2 separate regions of the Zea mays genome follow, and region 1 is linked to region 2. A link is a contact called in public Hi-C data. All regions are on one chromosome and are shown on one strand. The core of a region is the stretch at or near the end of the contact, and the rest is flanking DNA. Distances in the headings are between cores, read along the strand shown. Region 1 holds the start of LOC100216809 (putative glycosyl transferase family protein). Region 2 holds the start of LOC100191674.

The links. A called contact is a pair of places that touch in the nucleus more often than the background predicts.
Region 1: a contact with region 2 is called in a Hi-C map of ear, with 4 times the contacts expected there. The contact joins the promoter of LOC100216809 here to the promoter of LOC100191674 in region 2. A contact is called at or near these places in 2 of 25 Hi-C or Micro-C datasets (ear and tassel).

Annotation. Positions count from the first base shown.
Region 1 is chr1:117,681,706-117,688,625 of Zm-B73-REFERENCE-NAM-5.0, forward strand. LOC100216809 (putative glycosyl transferase family protein) reads left to right here and starts at 1,279. Exons shown (of 51, transcript NM_001348664.1): 1 at 1,279-1,644; 2 at 2,287-2,384; 3 at 2,502-2,656; 4 at 3,521-3,644; 5 at 3,815-3,928; 6 at 4,614-4,733; 7 at 5,401-5,490; 8 at 6,153-6,250; 9 at 6,357-6,474. The coding sequence starts at 1,392. It overlaps LOC103644874, which reads left to right. Exons shown (of 4, transcript XM_008668027.2): 4 at 917-1,148. The coding sequence ends at 1,148.
Region 2 is chr1:117,060,424-117,067,161 of Zm-B73-REFERENCE-NAM-5.0, forward strand. LOC100191674 reads left to right here and starts at 4,936. Exons shown (of 9, transcript NM_001359709.1): 1 at 4,936-5,083; 2 at 5,169-5,376; 3 at 5,898-5,927; 4 at 6,568-6,694. The coding sequence starts at 4,998.

The DNA.
Region 1 (6,920 bases), core at 29-2,528, 620 kb after region 2:
TTTTCAATAAAGTGCCTTTCACAAAATTATAAGCAAGAGATGCATTTTCTTCATTATTTATTTATTGGTTGTTTAACTAGTTTATTATTAATTGATTATGAATAGGAAGGGTCCTAATAACTTCTTAAAGGGGTTTTCAAGAATTTTAAAATCGCTATCATAAATATATTTATTTATTTTATTATTATTTTTTTCTTCTACCAATTTTTGGCCTCACAGTCCGCCGGCCCCAAAACGACCCTAGAATCTTACCCTCACGAGATCTCTCTCGGGGCAAAATCCACTTCACTCAAGATTTCTTCCTCGACCTATTTTCTTAATCCCTAGGCGATTCTACTCTGTCTGGAAATGTCCCGGGTGACATGCCGACCGGAACACCATAAGATCTCTCCTTCCCGACGTGGTCCCTTGGACGAGATCTATGTCCTGCAAGGAAGGAGAACTCTCTGTGCTATCGCGGACCGCCCGAAGTGACGCAGAGAGGAGACGCTCCTACAACAAAATCGAACATCGTGAGGCCAGAACCGTGGACCGGCCGTGCCGCCGTAGAGAGCACATTTCGGTAGGACCCAAATCGGAGCAAACACTACATTCAAACTCTACCCTACAAACAGTACATTTATAGTGCAAAACAATGTTTTAGACGATATGAGCCCGGTTTGTTTTAGTTTTTTCAGCTTTTGGTCACCAAAAGCTGTTGCAGACTGCTAAACGCCCAGTTTCTCAACCTGCTTCTATGAGAATCACTTCAGTCAAATCTTTTTAAAATCAACTTGAACATAGAATCGACCGAATCATTATAATAGAAAACCACCACTTTTCACATACTAAACCTTATATACCTTTTTTATTTTCTTTCATACGTAATCTACACGATATTCAATTTTCTTTACAGCTAAATTCTTTCTACAACCAGATTTTTAAAAAAGCTCCTTATAAACCATGAACCGCTGGATATGGTTTTGGAGATAAAAACTGTTCGGTTGCCGAGCAAATTTCTCACGCGTCATGGTAAGAGTCCAGTCGGTCACCTCCGCGTCGACCGCAGCGCGGCCCGCGGGCAGATCATGTTACGTTACCGCGTGCGCTGCCTAGGACCCCACCCCACCACCAAAAACCACGCGCCGCGGCGGCGGCAGCGCCAGTGAGATAATAGACACAGGAGTGCTGGAAGCATTTCACCCTGCCTCCGCGAATCAACACCCCACCGGCCACCCTCTCGACTCGCTTCAGGGGCCAAGCCAGTGTCGCTTTTGAATCCGCCTCCGTTCGGTTTTCCCCAAAACGCCTTCCTTCCACTACTGCTTGGCATCCTTGGATTCGTAGGCAGTCAGATCACGCGGCGCGCCTCCCCTGGTGACTGACCTAGGGCTCGCCGCGAGCGCGCGGCGATGGCGTCGTCCACGTCCAGGCGCCGGAGGGGTGGGGGCCTCGAGCGGGTGGCGGACAACTGGGAGCGCCTCGTGCGGGCCGCGCTCAAGCGGGACCGGGACCACCTCCGCGTGGGGGGAGCCCCGGCTGCCGTGGGAGGGCAGAGGCTTGCCGACGCCGTGCCGGCCTCGCTGGGTCGGACCACCAACATAGAGCAGATCCTGCAGGCCGCCGACGACATCGAGGTCGAGGACCCCAACGTCGCGCGGATCCGTGAGTCCCTTCCTCCCACGTATCTCGCCTAGTTAACAACAGTGCAATTCATGGATGGAGCTGACTGCTGATTTGTTTGGGGTAGCTTTGGATGGGGGTTTTGGAGTCCTCGGTTTGGGGGATTATCTCTTGTTATCCTGCTGTGATTGCCCATTACTGCCTGCAGTGCGTGCTACTGAGTACTGAGGATGTCCTCAGTGTTGGACTCCAACCTCGGGGGGGGGGGGGGGGGGGGGGGTCATGTGCTATTTGCTAATGCTATGTACGAGCGCCCATACTTACACTACCTAAGATTTAGGGTTTTTCTGGCTTGTGGTTTGGTTCGATTCGTGTGATGGGAAACACAACAGTCCTTGACATACGCCCTGTTTGGTTTGCCTTATGCCTACCACCTGGCACGGTGTCATACTCGGTGGGAGAACAGCTATACATAGAACAGAGTGCCCAGTTATTTGTCGTGGTGGTTGGGAGGGAGGCAGTAGTGAGAATCATGATCACCGCAGACCACTTGCGCGCTTTTCATCGATTCCTGTGGCCAGCGATCCACATTCCGATTACAAGCGGAACCCAACAGAGCCTTACTTTATTACAGTTGGCACTTTGGTGTTCTCTTAAGTCACTCCTTTTCGTCTTGCACCACAGTTTGTGAACAAGCGTACACGATGGCCCAGAATCTGGATCCCAGCAGTGAAGGTAGAGGGGTTCTTCAGTTCAAGACAGGTTTGGCATCTGTAATTAAGGTATGCTTACTTTCACTGTAAACATGACTGGGTACACTTGTTACTTTAGTTTCTGCTCATTCTTCTTCTCAGTGATTATTTCTAAATTTCCCATGTTCTAATCATGGTATTCCGCAGCAAAAACTTGCTAAGAAGGATGGGGCTCCGATAGACCGACAGAATGACGTTCAAGTCCTGTGGAACTTTTATCTTGAATACAAGAGTCGTTGTCGGGTTGATGATATGCAACGTGAGCAGGAGAGACTGAGAGAGTCAGGAACCTTTAGTACAGAGTATGACCTCTCTCCCGTTTAAAAAAATCATGATGTATTTTGTTTTTTTGGGTTCTGGGAGGGTCTCGACATTCTCTGTGACTCTGATCAGCTTTTGCCTGATAAAATTTATAGCTCTAGGTTAGTATACTATTACTGAAAGTGAGGAATCCTTGTATTTCTGGTTAGTCATCACCAACCATTAATTTGATATATTCTAAATAGTATTTTTCAAGCTCACCTTGCTTCAGAAGGTTTTGCCTGCATATGTTTTGTTTACTGGATGTGCCCAGAAACAACATTTGTGTCATCAGTCTCTATATAATGTAATGAACTTATGGTGATCCTAGAATTGACAGGGATAGATACATGACACTGTTTTTTTTGCTTGTTTATTCTCCGTGAATTCATTTTCATGCGCACACAGTAGTTCATTTGCCTTCTTATTGTTGAACAACGAAGCTATGTGGTGCTACTATATTATATACCACATCTTTTAGAACTTTTGCGCTCTTTGGATTTTCCATCAACAAGAAATGGGATTGGGTGATCTTCTGTTCTACTAGAGTGGAATGTAATTTGTGGTGCTGGTGCCAACACCAAATCTAGTTGTTTAAGCATGATATATGCTTACTGATCATTTTCCCCAGTTGTTAATAAAAGGCTTGCCTATGCTCAGTCCAGTTTTGCCTTCTGAGTTCTGATGTGCCATATGTTTTTGGTTACTCTTTTCTTAATGTAATGGAAATAGATTTATCTACTACCTTCCTCCTAAATATTGTATCACTCTCAGTCTCGGGGCTTTCCCTGTAATTTTATTCATTAGAAATCTTACGTTTGTTACTACGTACCTCATGGCAATTGTATTTTCCTTACTATGATCAGGATGGGAAATAGGGCAATGAAAATGAAGAAAGTTTTTGCTACATTGAGGGCTTTGCTTGATGTTCTGGAAAATCTTGTTGGTCAGTCACCAACTGATAGACTTCATAGACAAATTCTGGAGGAGGTAATTCATTGCAGAACTCATGACCCTGTGAAAAAACCCCGTATTTTTTGTTTGTGGTTGTATCACTGGTGTACTAAAACCCTGTGACAGTAATAATATTTGCTTCACAAGAATAAATTTACGTTATATAAAATGTACCATTACTTTTCTCATCATCTTTTTCTTTTCAGATAAAGAGAATAAAAAGATCTGATGCAGCCTTGAGAGGTGAACTTATGCCATACAACATTGTACCCCTTGATACATCATCGTCAGTGGCAAATATTTTTGGGTTTTTCCCTGAGGTATGATTATTTACTTTCGGTTTTCAAACACCAATATTTATTATAAATTTGTGCTGTACTATGCATTTAAATGTGAGAAGCATTTCCACTTAGCCAAAGGTTCTGAGTTCGACGTAGCCTCTCTGCAAAATGCAGGGGTAAGGCTTGCCTTGGTTATTCCTTCCCCAGGCCCCACTCATGTGGGAGCCACCAACATTGGGTCTGTCCTTTTAATATGCTTTTAAATGTCATATTGTCATGGACTTTAGAAGACCTTTTGAATCAATTTCAAACTCTATAAGATGTCATTTCCACATGGCATATTTACATAGAGACATCGCTGGTCAAATTTACGATCTTTTACTTTAAGTTCACTTAGTTGGCACTTAATTTTGTACTTGAGGGGTTAAAATAATCATACATCGGGCCATTCCCATAGTCCAATTTCCTTTTCTTTTGTCACGATTCACAAGACTTAGGTATGTGATGGGGTGCCTCGTACCCCCTATCTCATTGTTGGAGTATTTAAATGTCTTTTGGGATTTATATGTTGTTAATGAAGAGCAGAAATATATGTGGTAAAAGGTCCAGAGTTGTCTATGCTGGTACTTGAAGACTCAAGTTCTCTTTCATTGTTTTGTTATACCTTAACAAACAAAAGAAATATCTTCATGTTGATGAGAACAATTCCATGCAACTGTATCAGGTCATTGCTGCAACAGCAGCAATTCAGAACTGTGAGGACCTGCCACGATTCCCTTTTGATACACCCCAGCTAAGACAAAAAGACATTTTCGACCTTTTGCAATATGTTTTTGGCTTCCAGGTACACATATCATACTTCTCAACAGTCTGATATTAGATCTTCTAAATGTTTTATATGGTTTATATTTTATCCTGCATTGCCACATGGGGCAGTTAAAATTGCTGCTTGTTCTGAGTCACCTATTTTATCCTGTATGTTTTATAGATTTAGCTAATACTATTATAGAAGAATTCTGTGTCCAAATCTCGCGTATTGCCAATAATTCCTCTAATTTACTTAGTACTTGCACCCTACTTTGGAACTGTCAAACGATTAGACCACTAATTGGCTTTGACAGTTGACGTCTTCCATTTATTTGTTGAGAAACCACCTTTGAGTCTTGGCTCTCTTAAGACACTGTTACTCTGTTACCTTTGGTATGGAAACGGACAGTTTGATTTTGTGCAGACTGCAGATTGAGTAAGTGATGGCTTGGACATTCTGAGAATTTTTCATAAACAAGTTAATGACTAAAACAAGTGCCATGATTTGCCTCAGAATCTTTTTCAAAAGTTTGAATTCTTAGCCCGTCGACTTATGTATTATATGGTTTAATACTAATCAGGAAACTTTTGTGGGATGCTTTTCTTTCTCTAGATGCTAATGCAATTGTTCACCGTCAATTTGTTAACCCAATCTTGTATTGTCTTCGTATTGATCATCCACTCTGGTTGAATGATTGTTCCAGGAAGATAATATTCGGAACCAGCGTGAAAATGTTGTACTTATGTTAGCCAATGCTCAGTCCCGGTTAAGCCTGCAAATTGGGTCAGAACCCGTGAGTTCTTCTGCTCCTTCGTTATGTAGCTTATCAACTAGTTCTGCATTTTGTAAGATTTGTAGATCCTGCTGATGCTATACTCTATATGTTATATTAAATATGTGTCATTGGACATTAACAAGGTATCAGTGTTTACCACAAACCTATTCTCGAAAACTCTATAAACTGTTGTTGGGTGATGGATCTCTCATAGTGGCCTCGGAGATGTATTTTTCTTTTAGCTTCCTTTGAAATTCATTGTTCATGTAAATTAAGCTTGATTTAGAACAAGGAATAAAAATCTGAATAATCAGCCTTTTTTGCGTTTTTAGTTGATCTGGATACAAATTTAGAGGCTTATTAGGTTTCAGTATAGTTTTGCTAGTTGCCTTACATAACTGAAGTTTTGCCATAGTAACATAACATCCTAATTCAGTGATATGCATATTGTCTATGTATTCGAGAACAAAAATCAAATCCTGAAGTAATGGATAAGTTATTTAAGATACATTAGCATTATACTTACCACTGCCTATAATTGATGTTGTGTAACATGTTTCTGGTAAAAGCTCAGACAGTCACCACAAATGGAATCTTTGCCATGGCCTTCTGTGTTCATTTTCAGCAAGTTCTCTCTGTATATATGCACCAGACACTAAATGGGGCTATTTGTCTTGCAGAAAATTGATGAGATGGCTGTTACTGATGTTTTTTGCAAAGTCCTGGACAACTACATAAAATGGTGTAGGTACTTGGGCAGGCGTGTTGCATGGACCAGGTGATATTTTTTTTTGTGTGTTTGTTATTTGGGGGGGGGGGGGGGGGGGGCTTTCCTCATACATGGTACCATCTTGCATGATGCTTACCACTTTACCTTTTTTTAGCCTTGAAGCAGTAAATAAGAACCGGAAAATCATATTGGTTGCCCTCTACTTTCTGATTTGGGGTGAAGCAGCGAATATTCGTTTTCTCCCAGAATGCATATGCTATATTTTCCACAATGTGAGTCAATGTTTGATCAAGTGCTGTTCTTCTATTTTCTTTTTTTCCTTCTAAAAAACACAGAATCTTCACTTCATTTCATTATAGAAGAAAAAAGGCCCACTCCTTTCATTTTATGTAGTTAAGAAATGTGTTCATTATGGGTTGTATCTTATGTTGATGGTCTTGTTCTTGTTACTTTGTTGATGACTGACATGGTTAATGTTACTAATCTTGGGGATCTGAGAAGATTAGCTCTCCATTAGAGGAGATGACTCTGTATATATGGAGAGAGAGCCTCATAGGCTATATGGGCCTTGACATATACTTGCACCCCCTTCAAACTTAAGGTGGAAGTGGAGGATCTGAAGCATTGAGTTTGAGCAAGTGAAGCTGATACTGCTCTCTATTAGGATTTGTATTCTACATCAAGGATCAACATCGAGTCCTTATTTATTTGCTTTGGT
Region 2 (6,738 bases), core at 3,686-6,185:
AAGGGGGTAACTACTAGATCTCGTGTTGCACATTTTTGTGAGCATTACTCTTTTGTTTCCTCTATTGAGCCACACAGGTTAGAGGAAGCACTTCAAGATTCGGATTGGGTGGTGGCGATGCAAGAGGAGCTCAACAACTTCACGAGGAATGAGGTATGGCATTTGGTTCCACGTCCTAATCAAAATGTTGTAGGAACCAAGTGGGTTTTCCGCAACAAGCAAGACGAGCATGGTGTGGTGACAAGGAACAAAGCTCGACTTGTGGCCAAGGGATACTCCCAAGTCGAAGGTTTGGATTTCGGTGAAACCTATGCACCCGTAGCTAAGCTTGAGTCAATTCGTATATTATTGGCCTATGCTACTTACCATGGTTTCAAGCTTTATCAAACGGACGTGAAGAGTGCCTTCCTCAATGGACCAATCAAGGAAGAGGTCTATGTTGAGCAACCTTCCGGCTTTGAAGATAGTGAGTACCCTAACCATGTGTATAAACTCTCTAAGGCGCTTTATGGGCTCAAGCAAGCCCCAAGAGCATGGTATGAATGCCTTCGAGATTTCCTTATCACTAATGGATTCAAAGTCGGAAAGGCCGATCCTACTTTATTCACTAAAACTCTTGAAAATGACTTGTTCGTATGCCAAATTTATGTTGATGATATTATATTTGGGTCTACTAACGAGTCTACATGTGAAGAATTTAGTAGGATCATGACACAAAAATTCGAGATGTCTATGATGGGGGAGTTGAAGTATTTCTTAGGATTTCAAGTCAAGCAACTCCAAGAGGGCACCTTCCTAAGCCAAACAAAGTATACTCAAGATATCCTAAGCAAGTTTGGGATGAAGGATGCCAAACCCATCAAGACACCCATGGGAACCAATGGGCATCTCGACCTCGACGAAGGAGGTAAATCCGTCGATCAAAAGGTATACCGGTCGATGATAGGCTCTTTGCTATACTTATGTGCATCTCGACCGGACATTATGCTTTCCGTATGCATGTGTGCAAGATTCCAAGCCGACCCTAAGGAAGCTCACCTTACGACCGTTAAACGAATCTTGAGATATTTAGTTTATACTCCTAAGTTTGGGCTTTGGTATCCTAGGGGATCCACTTTTGATTTAATTGGTTATTCGGATGCTGATTGGGCAGGGTGTAAAATCAATAGAAAGAGCACATCGGGGACTTGCCAGTTCTTGGGAAGATCCTTGGTATCTTGGGCTTCAAAGAAGCAAAATTCCGTAGCTCTTTCTACCGCCGAAGCCGAGTACATTGCCGCAGGACATTGTTGCGCGCAACTACTTTGGATGAGGCAAACCCTTAGGGACTATGGTTACAAATTAACCAAAGTTCCTCTTCTATGTGATAATGAGAGTGCAATCCGCATGGCGGATAATCCCGTTGAGCATAGCCGCACTAAACACATAGCCATTCGGTATCACTTTTTAAGGGATCACCAACAAAAGGGAGATATCGAGATCTCATACATTAATACTAAAGATCAATTAGCCGATATCTTTACCAAGCCGCTTGATGAACAAACTTTTAACAAACTTAGGCATGAGCTAAATATTCTTGATTCTAGGAACTTCTTTTGTTGATTTGCACACATAGCTCATTTATATACCCTTGATCATGTCTCTTTCATATGCTATGACTAATGTGTTTTCAAGTCTATTTCAAACCAAGTCATAGGTGTATTGAAAGGGAATTGGAGTCTTCGGCGAAGACAAAGGCTTCTACTCCGTAACTCATCCTTCGCCGTCGCTCTAGGCAACTCTCCATCTTTGGGGGAGAGAGCCTAAGTACAAAGTAAAAGGACTCCGTCTTTGGTATAAACTTCACTCATATTTTATTTTGCCAAAGGGGAGAAAGTAGTTAAAAGGGCTCTAATGACTCCATTTTTGGCGATTCATGCCAAAGAGGGAGAAAGTATTAGCCCAAAGCAAAAGGACCGCACCACCACCTAATTTTAAAATGATTTTCAATTGGAAATCTCAAATTGGTATCTTATTATGTTCAAAAGGGGGAGAAAGTAGTATTTCAAAATTGATATATCAAAACCCTCTTGAACACTAAGAGGATGATTTCATTTAGGGGGAGTTTTGTTTAGTCAAAGGAAAAGCATTTGAAACAGGGGGAGAAAATTTCAAATCTTGAAAATGCTTTGCAAAATCTTATTCATTCACCTTTGACTATTTGCAAAAAGAGAGGAAAAGGATTTACAAAAAGAATTTGCAAAAACAAAACAAGTGGTGCAAGCGTGGTCCAAAATGTTAAAAATGAAGAAACAATCCATGTGTATCTTATAAGTATTTATATTGGCTCAATTCCAAGCAACCTTTGCACTTACATTATGCAAACTAGTTCAATTATGCATTTCTATATTTGCTTTGATTTGTGTTGGCATCAATCACCAAAATGGGGGAGATTGAAAGGGAATTAGGCTTATACCTATTTCCTAAATGATTTTGGTGGTTGAATTGCCCAACACAAATAATTGGACTAACTAGTTTTGCTCTAGTGTATAAGTTATACAGGTGCCAAAGGTTCACACTTAGCCAATAAAAAGACCAAGAATTGGGTTCAACAAAGAGAGCAAGGGATAACCGAAGGCAGCCCTGGTCTGGCCACCGGACAGTGTCCGGTGCACCAGGGGACTTCACGCTGAACTCTTCACCTTCGGGAAAATCCAGAGGCGCTTCGCTATAATTCACCGGACTGTCCGGTGTACACCGGACAGTGTCCGGTGCTCCAGGGAAGAGCGACTCTGGAACTCACCAGCTTTGGGAATTCGCTCCGCTATAATTCACCGGACATGTCTGGTGTACACCAGACTGTCCGGTGAGCCAGCGGAGCAACGACTATTCAACGCCAACGGTCACCTGCTACAGCATTAAATGCGCGCCAGAGCGCGCAGAAGTCAGGCATGCACAAAGTGGCGCACCAGACACTCTACAGTGCATGTCCGGTGTGCCACCGGACATCCAGGCGGGCCCAGCAGTCAGAGCTCCAACGGTCAGAACCCAACGACCTGGTAACGTGGCTGGCGCACCGGACTGTCCGGTGCACCAAGCGACAGACAGCCCCACCAAACGGCTAGTTTGGTGGTTGGGGCTATAAATACCCCCAACCACCCCACATTCAAGTCATCCAAGTTTTCAACCTTCCAACCACTTACAAGAGCTTGACATTCAATACAAGACACACCCAAGTGATCAAATCCTCTCCCAATTCCACAAAAGCATTAGTGACTAGTGAGAGTGATTTGTTGTGTTCTTTTGAGCTCTTGCGCTTGGATTGCTTTCTTCTTTCTCATTCTTTCTTGTGATCAATACTCACTTGTAACCAAGGCGAGAGACACCAATTGTGTGGTGGTCCTTGCGGGGAAGTTTTGTTCCCGGTTGATTTGAGAAGAGAAAGCTCACTCGGTCCGAGGGACCGTTTGACAGAGGGAAAGGGTTGAAAGAGACCCGGTCTTTGTGACCACCTCAACAGGGAGTAGGTTTGCGAGAACCGAACTTCGGTAAAACAAATCCGTGTGTCACACTTTTTATTTGCTTGCGATTTGTTTTGCACCCTCTCTCGCGGACTTGATTATATTTCTAACGCTAACCCGGCTTGTAGTTATGATTAACTTTGTAAATTTCAGTTTCGCCCTATTCACCCCCCCTCTAGGCGACTTTCAGTTGGCTTCATGATATTGTTAGGAGAAACCTCGGTTTGATCCATTGAACCGATCATCTATTGACGATCCCTGCTAGGTCACACCACTTGTCCCCACCGGAATCGCCAAAAAGTGTGTTGGCTCCGATTTGGGGTCAAACAATAGGGATGTATATACCGCCTGGTGGTGCCTTCTGCGCCAGTGCGGACGGTCTGCGATAGCGCAAAGTCGTCTTCCTCCTCGAAAAATCCCTAGTACCTTCCTCAGGGAAGGAACCCGTCAGGAAGGAGAGTTCCATGGGGTGCCCCGGGGTCGGTAGGCCACCCGCGGCATCCCTAGACGACGTAGAATCGAAGGGAATGAAGATTTGGGGGTGGGGAAAGGCTAAACTAGGTCTAAATTACTGCTACTCCTAGGACAAGAAAGTAAAGAAATGAAATATTGATTGATTGGTTCGATTGTTTTCTTCGACAATCGGTCGTACTCCATATATAGGGAATGTCTAGACCTGTTTCTAGGTGTCCTCGAACATAATCCACGTGATTAGATAGATAAGCACGTACGAAAAAAGACTTTCTTGTCTACGTTAATCTAGTCACGAATCGTTCAGGCTATCCCGCAGACTATCTGGGACGCAGACCGCCCGGCCTTCCTAGATGCCACATACGGTGCTCAACACATTCATTATCATGTCACTTACCGCACCCCTTGTAAGACTATCTACAATGGATAGTGTAAAATAGGGAACACAAACTGTAGATGATATTATTTGCAGAGTGAAGTTTAAAATAGAAGATGTGGTAGAGAATATGCTGGAGATAGCCTAATGAAAGTAAAGGAAAGCATGCAAAGAGAAAATAAAAAAAAAGTCTACTTGATTGATACCAAATTCAAACCACCTATGCTCACTTTTAGATTATGTGTGATAGACTTAAAAGTTCTTTGGTTTTGCAAATATTTTGTCCATTTAAGCTATCTCTATCAGATTATCTTATCATCATTTATCGGATTTCTTATTTTAAACTTTATTCTACAAACAGTGTTAAATTGTCTTATTTTACACTACCCAATAAAAACATTTTAAGATAAGACAATCTCTATCAGACTTTCTATATCAGCCTCTATCTTACTTCTTTCACTCTATAAATAGCTTAATCTACATCACAAAATAGTATTGTAGTATTTTGAATGTACATTTACACTGGCTTTCGATTGCCCGCAAAAGGCTTCCGTGACGTAAAGAAGTACTCTACCGAAGAACCAAGAGGAAAAATGTATGCTGTGCGCGCACAGCCTTTTCTTAAAAAAAGGAAAAAAGAGGCACAATAAATGGCGTCAAAGCCACGGGCCTTCGCGAAGGTCTTCCTCCCCGCGCTCCCGCCGCCGCCCCTCCTCACTGCCCCCGTCTTCTCGCGGTAGGTGGGTCGTCCGTCCATTGCCTCCCATCCGCCTCCTCTTTCCGCAGCGGATCTGCTAACCGAATTCATCCGTTCAACGCAGCCGGCCGACGAATCGGGGTGCCGGCGCGGCGGCGATGTCGGCTGCGGCGGCAGCGCCAGCGCAGGCTCCAAGGAAGTGGGAGGGACTAGTGGACGAGGTGCTCGAGAGGGAGGTGCTGGCAGCGTGCCTGGACCAGGCCCCCGAGCGCCGCCGCATCCGCGAGGCTTTCAAGGACGTTCAGCTCAGCATCGACCATTGCCTCTTCAAGGTCAACCCCTCCCCCTATTTTGCCTATTTGCTTAAAATCCAGTTAAAGGTGCCACTTTTTCTCGTGTTCCAGAAATTATGTTCGTTCTTATTATCGGTTCTTCATATTTAGTGACGTGCCAGGATAGGATTGGTTGGGCAAGATAATACAAGTACTGTTTTCGTGCGTTATTGTCTACTAGTTGAGAGAATAGACTAACAAGCTGCAATAGAAACCTGTGTTTATAATAAAATGTTTCGTTTTTGTGAACCACAAACTTCTGGCCTTCATCTAAAAGATGTCTAGGCAAAGCATGTGTTATCAATTGGTTGGAAGTATGGGTGGGTACTAGTAATACTGTACAATATTATTATTTTTTGGCTTTTTAATCTCCAGTGCAATGGTTTTTGTAGAATATAAATAAACTCTGCTATAATATATTTTTTCAATCATCTCACTTCAAATGATGGCATAGAAAACAGGCTTTATGATTTCCCATGCTATGGATGATCTCTCTCACTTGCATTCGGATTATGATGCAGGGACAATATAGTGGCATCAGAACAAAGGAGGTACTATATCTTAAACTCTATGATTTCTTCATAATAATTAGATCCCTCAACTTCTACTGCAACACATAAATTTATTTCATCCATTTCTATACAAGGTTATTTATGTCATACTGCAACATAAATTTATTTCATGCATTTCTGTACAAGGTTATTTATGCCATAGAGTTGATCCCTTGTTTTCTTTCTAATGAGTGCACACTGTACATTGGAGAAATATTTGAATGTTTTACTCTATGCAAGTGAGGTGTGTTATTTATTTAATTGAATTGAAGTATTGAACGAGTGCTCACCGTGTTGAAATATTGGATAGTTGCAGTATTTGTTTTTTAAAAAAGTAAGTACAGGGCACTGTAATGTTGAAATTCACATGGCATGTCCAATAGTACATTAGTTTCTCCTTTGCTTTGGTAGGTGTTTTGCTGTGAGTGATGAACCTTCAGGAGTTGGCTATTTTATAGATCATTTTTCCTTGTATGGAAGATATTTTCAGGTGGTAATATGCTATGCAAAAATGTCAGTTTGCTCAATGGTATTCCTGACTCTGAAAGGATAATGAAACACCATCTAATTATTCTATGTTTAGAATTTTGTGCCAGCTTGTTAATTAATACTCTACCTTCGGAATCTTTCTCTTCTACAGTCATGTGAGCATAACTCTAGGGGTGTGGAGATTTTCTCAAAATGCTGGTTTCCGGAGAATCGTCGAATGAGAGCAATTGTTTGTCTTTGCCATGGTTATGGAGACACATGTACCTTTTTTCTTGATGGTTAGCTTTTCCTCTTTGATGCCACTTATCCTAAGGTTTGTCTG